Regions from separate parts of the Gossypium hirsutum genome. Here region 2 is linked to region 1. A link is a contact called in public Hi-C data. All regions are on one chromosome and are shown on one strand. Each heading gives the region's core, a stretch centred on a gene start, on an enhancer-like site or on the middle of the called end of the contact. The rest is flanking DNA. Distances are from core to core; before and after follow the strand shown. Region 1 overlaps LOC107926244 (calcium-transporting ATPase 10, plasma membrane-type). Region 2 holds the start of LOC121204873 (RNA-binding KH domain-containing protein PEPPER).

What was found. A called contact is a pair of places that touch in the nucleus more often than the background predicts.
Region 2: a Hi-C map of anther shows a contact between it and region 1, with 1.9 times the contacts expected there. The contact joins the promoter of LOC121204873 here to the enhancer-like site in region 1. A contact is called at or near these places in 2 of 34 Hi-C or Micro-C datasets (anther and leaf).

What each region holds. Positions count from the first base shown.
Region 1 is chrA08:2,132,387-2,135,856 of Gossypium_hirsutum_v2.1, forward strand. It overlaps LOC107926244 (calcium-transporting ATPase 10, plasma membrane-type), which reads right to left. Exons shown (of 36, transcript XM_041075588.1): 32 at 3,360-3,470; 33 at 3,043-3,150; 34 at 2,865-2,956; 35 at 2,668-2,762; 36 at 1,878-2,180. The coding sequence ends at 2,134. Among protein-coding and RNA genes, the nearest start is that of LOC107926244, 14 kb to the right of the region's middle. Within about 2 kb of position 1,640, at least 4 of the 9 cell types and tissues checked have an H3K27ac peak or open chromatin away from gene starts, as enhancers often do.
Region 2 is chrA08:2,176,331-2,179,800 of Gossypium_hirsutum_v2.1, forward strand. LOC121204873 (RNA-binding KH domain-containing protein PEPPER) reads left to right here and starts at 1,538. Exons shown (of 6, transcript XM_041075592.1): 1 at 1,538-1,993; 2 at 2,467-2,716. The coding sequence starts at 1,703.

The DNA.
Region 1 (3,470 bases), core at 390-2,889:
GTCAGCTAGAGAAGTTCAAAATTTTGGAAAATTTTCATGACTATTAAAAGGTTTTTCGAGATGTCTAATGTAAGGGTGAGCGTTCGATCGAATCGAATTGAATCGAATGAAAATATTTCGAGTTAATCGAGTTGACGAATCATATTTTATCATCCTAATTTGATTTGAAATTTTCTCGAATCGAGTCGAGTGAGATGAAATTCGAATCTAATTTATTTGTTCGAGTTAAATTTTAAAAAATAATTTTGGGTCCTTGTAATCACTGTCACCCATCATAATAAAATTTATCTACCTTAATCAAAATTTTTATTAACTTTCATCACCTCACAATTTATTTATTAATCTTTTATATACGGGTTAGCTTATTTGCTTGCTTAGTTTTTTCAATTATCTCTAGATTATTGTCACTATGTATTTTGGAATTAAAAAATATATTAAATGTAAAAATATGATTTTTTAATAAAAGTTATTTTAAAGATAAAATGTGAATATCAATATAAAATTTTAACATGAATATTTAATGTCATAATTAATAATTTAATTTTAATATAAATGTTCAATATGACTAAACAATTTAATAATATAAATAATACAAAATGTGAAATTTAATTTAATAATATAAATAGTAGATATAAATAAAATTATTACTATTTATGTTTAGTGGTTTTTTTTGGATAATTTTGATTTTTTATTTGAGAGTAAAAGGTGAGAAGTAAAAATTTAAGGGGAAAATAAAAAGTTTTGGGAGATAAAATTTTGAGGGAAAGTAAATAGAGGGAGTAAAATTTTAGAGGGAAAATATTAAAAAAAAAATTGGGGGGGATGGATTTGGGGAAGATGGGAGGTGGGATTGGAAGGAAGTAAAAGTTTTAGGGGGAAAGTGGGAGGGAGTAAAAATTATGGGGGAAAATAAAAAATTTTGAGAAAAAGTAAATGGGAGCGTAAAATTTTGGTGGGAAATAGATTTTGGGTAGATTGGGGGTTTGGGATAGAAGGGGAGTAAAAGTTTTGGGGGAAAGTAGGAAGGAGTAAAAATTTCGAGGGAAAAGTAAAAAGATTTAAGAGTTTGGGGTAAAAATGTAAAATACTATAGTTTAATATTCGAATTATTCGAATTATTCGAGTTATTCGAATTCGAAAACTCAACTCGATTCGAACTTGAAATTCAAAAAAAAAATTCAAGTTGACTCGAATAACTCGATTCGTTTAACTCGAAATTCGAATTTTTTTAAATTTTTTCGAGTCGAATCGAGTTTTGCTCACCCTTAGTCTAATGTTGAGCTATTGAAAGTGTGACGTAGAGCTACACTCCGGTGCCACTTTTCACAAGAAAAGAGAACAACCGCCGGCAGCAACTTGGGCTGAGGAAGAAGACATGAAAAACATACCAGAGGGAAAAAAGTATAAAAATAAAACCTGGTATAATTATTTTAAAGTCCTTGGACTTTGACTGTTTAATTTTTCCCCTCCAAGTGCCAACCAATAATTGGACCAATTAACGCCGTTAAGGTAGCAGAGACACGAACAATTTTGAAAATATTGAAAATACCAGTACCACATTGAAAGATTTGGTACAGTATAGGGGTAAAAGCTGCCGTTATCCCTAAATATATGCGCGATAACTTGTGTGCACTGGCAAATTATTTTTTCAAATTAAATGGAAGTAGTTCTAAAATTTTAAAAAGTGCGCAAATCCCGAACAACATATCGAAGAGACAAAAGACAGATCAAAAAAAACGAAACTGGGAACATTTTTAATTAATGAAATCAAGAAGACATCTGCAGTTCTTTATTTTTATCTATAAATAGCACCCTTTTTTTAAAAATAAAAAAACAAACGAATAAATCAAATATAGGGAAAACGCAATAGGAAAGGATTTAGAAACAGGGGTATGATGCTTTGGTATTTACCAGCTCTAACTAAAATATCATCATGTAATAGAAAAACAACTCCAATTCAAGACTTCTGTTAAAAGGAAAAAAAGAATCCGAAACATGTGAAGCCGGCAGTCTTGAAATTCTCCGTATGTATGTTCAGTTTTTTTGTGTTAACATTTGTTGTCATCCGAAAAGGAGGGGGAAAATGGCAAAATACATCAGTATCACACACACCTATAGACAAACATTCCCTTTTCAATTTCTTATAGATGTAGCATTTGAGTCCTCATGCTTTTGACTACCTGAAACATCTCAGTTCAAATCAATAAATTAAGGCATAATGATCTTAAATAAGAATAAACTACGTCAACTTGCTTTTAAATCCATCCAATCTTCATTGGATCATTTTAGGTTTGTGTAACTTCGGGATTTCGGACTCGGATCAGTTCTGGTGGGGTCATTTTAAGTTACTTGCACACGTGCACAATAGGTTGTGCGACTCGGGTTGAAGTTGGGTAAAATTTTCAAAATAACCCAGGATTCAGATCATTTTAGATTTTTATTATTTTTTGATCAGTTTTGATTGTTTTCTAGTTGATTTTTCTCAAGTTACTTGTTCAGGTCATAATGGGTCAAGTTTGGGAAATTTTGGGTGGGCTCAGGCATTTTTTTATATGGATTGTTGGCGCCCTGTGGTGAAATCGGGTTTGGATCGGGTTAATCAGGTCTACTTTTGGGTTCCAGGCCAAAATTCACATGTCTAATATATACAGAAATGGAGATCCTTACTTTGATTTCTTCGACGGTAGAACATCCTAGAAAAGACCCGACTGACTGGAGTTTCTGGAACCGGTATGAACTTCCCAAGGATAGCAAGGGGCCAACTGATTTAAAAATGAAATCAATAGTAAGATGATGAACTTTGAAGAACATGATTTTCAAAAAATAATTTTAACTTTGAATCTGCCATTGGAAAAGCCACCAACCTGATAAAACCGATACCAATCGATACCAGCCACAGCTGCCAGCTAAGCTTCTCAGTTTTAGCAAACTTCCCAAGAAACTCAACGATAATAGCCTGCACAACAAGATAAAACAACGTAGCATCAAGAACAATCTAAAGTAAATGCCAAAACAGATCAATTACTAACAAATAAATTTCACCTGAAGTATTATGGTTATCGCCACTATTCCGATGAACAGATAGTTTTTGCTAAGTCCACGGAAAATGTTCACTTCTTCCGGCTTCCGAGCATTGAACTCATTAAAGATCTGCGATTGACTTAAGTTATTGCATGTACAAATTCAAGCTGATTCGGGTCACTAGTTTATGCTCCATTCAAATGCAAACAACCAGAGCCGGAATTTAAATAAAATAGAACAGAAGGACCGGACTTGAAAGAAGTAAGAACCAGTTATAGTATATTTAATCCAACTGCATCAAATTTTGTTAACTTCTTATTCGAGTAGTAGCGGCTTACTTGACAAAGGACAAATGCATTAAATATCAGCGTATTCTTCACTCTTTTAGCATGCTCCCTGCTTTCATGCTCCAGATGCAATATCTTCTTACCATCAAAATTGAGGACGAG
Region 2 (3,470 bases), core at 288-2,787, 44 kb after region 1:
AAAGATAAAATTGTTACTTCAAGTATCAAAATATATAGTCTTTGTCAAATAAAGGTACCTTATTGGACCAAAATATAAAACAAGTATCGCAATAGAAACAAGTGTAAAACCCATGTACCAAATAATATATTAAGCCTAAAAAAATACATAATCTTAACACCGTATTTATAAATATTAAAATACCTTATTTTAATGAGTAAACTACACCCAATGCCACTAAACTATTAGTAACTTTACGTTTTAGTTATTAAAATTTAAAAAAGTTACAAAATGATCACCAAACCATTAGAAAGATTTCATTTAAGTTATTGTGTTGTTAAAGTCGCTATTGTATGACCTTTTCTATTCACTCCGCTTGCACCAATCGAAAGATTTCATTATTATTCTCTTCTATGGCTCATTTTTTCATGAAACAACATTAAACGTTACGAATCTACGAATTAAAGCCCAAATAATTTATTTTTTGATCTTCGACACTGACTATCAAATCGATTTGGATTTAATGCATGTTCTACTACTCATTGATGAGTATCGATCAACCTCATTGATCGTCAACTCATCACTTGGAACTAGCCAGCCGAGCTAAAAAACAATTAACATTACTGTAACTTAACTAAAAAAGTTCAAATAGTTCAATGACTTAAATGAAAACTTTCATATAGTTCAATTATTATTTTGCAACATCTTGAAGTTAAATGTCATCAACATACACTTGTGAATAGTTTAGTGATCTTGAGTGAAAATGGTTGTGCAATATATTTACTAAAAATTGACATAAAAATTAAATATTGTATTAGCAGGAACGATAAAGTAAGAAGAGTGTATATGATGGTGTATTGGGTTCAAATTAGACATGATCATGGGCTAGTTTGGACAGGGTTGAAGTAGAATTTTAGGCCCATTTTCGGGCTGGGTCGACCTAAATTAAAAATGTTAAACCTGAGTTCGACCTGACCCGCCAGTATTAATTATTTTTGATTTTTTTATATAAAAACAAATTTTAAAAATATAATATACCAAATACACTAAAAACATTAAAATAAATAAATTTCAACAAATTAAAAATAAATTAAAAAAAATCCTCATATTTAAGTAACACTAAGATAGGTAGCTACTTAACAAGTAAATGTCTCAAAAATAGTAACAAAATTATCAATAAAACAAGAGTTATACAATATTCAAACATTAACAACAAAATAGTGGTAATATAATAGCGAAACAGTAGTAAAATAATAACATAACAACAAAAAGTGAAAAAAAGTTCACGGGTCAAAAATATCATACTCGAGGTTCAACCCTTTAGAAAATGGCCTTAAATTTTTTTATCTAAATTTATTTTTGGGCTTATATTTTTTCTCAAATATTTTAACTTTTCAGATAGACCTTCGGATCTAAACGAGTAGCCAAATCATAGTCAAGCATAGTTTAGATTTTATTATAAGCTTACATTTTTTTCGATTTTATATAAGAAGATAAAAATACCCTTAAATTAATATTTATTATTTTTATTAAATAAAATTATTTTAGATATAGATTTATGAATGTTAGCTTATTTTAAATCAACACAAACCTGACCCGACTTTATCTATTATAAACACCTCCGTCGTAATTGACGAACACCGTTTTATTTTCTCAAGCAAGTCGAAGTAGAAACCTCTTTTTCGAAGCCCCGACCAGCTCTTGCAAGTAAAAAATTCCCGCCATGGAAATCGCCGACGCCTCGGAGAACGGTTCGGCAAAGACCCAAGCACCGAACAACACGGCTATAGTAGCCGACCCATCAGCCGTAAACCCTTCAGAAACGACCGCTAATAACCCAGCAGTAGAGAAGTGGCCTGGCTGGCCGGGTCACTGCGTTTTTCGGCTCATCGTGCCGGTTTCTAAAGTGGGCAGCATAATTGGCCGTAAAGGCGAGCTTATCAAGAAGATGTGCGAGGAAACCCGGGCCCGTATCCGCGTACTTGATGGTGCTGTTGGAACTCCCGATCGAATTGTAAACGCCCTTTCTTTTTTTTCTTTTTTAATTTTTACCTTAAAATATTTTCCTCATTTTCTCTTTCACAGTAGTCGATTCATTGGGCTCTCTTTAGTTTATAATATGTTTGATAATGAAAAAACGAGCTAAGGGTAAAAGAAGAGAAACTTTAGGCCTAATTAATCTATATTGATGCAAATCTTGTATCTCTTGATTCGAAAAAGTTAAAAAATTTCGTTTTTTTTTTCTTTTTGGTAGCGAAAAATTGCAGTAAAGTAACAACTGAGCTTAATAGGATGGTTTCCCATTGTGAGATTTATGTAAATCTAGGTACCCTTTTGTAACTATTACTGTATAGAGAAGTAGAACTATTGTTTGTAGGCAAAGATTTGTTTTTGGAGCAAATAGTAAGTACTCTGTCCATTGTGAGATTTATGTAAATCTAGCTACCCTTGTTCTGGTTCCTTGAATTTATTGGCTTTTTCTTGTAGGTGCTAGTATCTGGAAAGGAAGCACCAGAGGCGCCTCTTTCGCCTGCAATGGATGCTGCTATAAGAGTTTTTAAACGTGTTGCTGGATTGCCGGACAATGATGGGGATGCTAAAGCAGCCGGAGCTGCATTTTGTTCGATCCGGTTGTTGGTAGCTTCTACGCAAGCAATCAGTTTAATCGGAAAGCAAGGCTCCTTAATTAAGTCATTACAAGAGAGCACTGGTGCATCTGTGAAGGTGTTGTCAACAGGTATGTTTTGTACATCTTAAAATATGGGTTCAATTTGTAAGAGTTCTTTGCATTTAGGTTTCAGTTGGTGCATATGGATTGGTTAATGAAATATCTTTATCTTGTAATTTTAATGCTCTAGCCCTATTTTGTGTAACGCTATTGTTTTGGGATTATACCATCCTTTTGCCTTTTGATTGAGTTGTTTAATCCTCTTCATATATGATAAATCCAACTGATTGTTCTATCCTTTAATTAAAAAGGTCGAGTAATTGATAAATATGAAATTAAATAAGAACTTAGCCTACCCATTCCCATGCTAGGCATGAAGTAAACCTTAAATCAATAAAGTCTTCACTTAATTCTGCATGGCTCAGTGCATTAATGGATAATTATTGAAATCCCGTGCCCTTTTTTATTTATTTAATGGATGCACGCTTATGCTCATTTATGTGCATGCTTCATTTATCTATTTTGGGGGGATTTCAAGTGCTTTGGTTATCTGTTTGTTTTGGCTGGAGGGACTTTGTTGGAAGGGGTTATTGCTTAAATCAACCAAACTTGCCTCCTCTTTTAATTTTAGTAAAGATTTAGAGAACTTAAGGACGCCTTTTTTCCAGCTGAATGTCTTCTCATCCCTGTTAAAGTGAGGGCCCTCCTTGGTGGTGCACGAAGTTTTCCAATCTGTATAGCTGAAAATTCATGTTCCTGAGACTTAAATAACTTAATGATACCTGCTGTGTGATTTTAGCTAATATCCTAACCGGCTGATTTT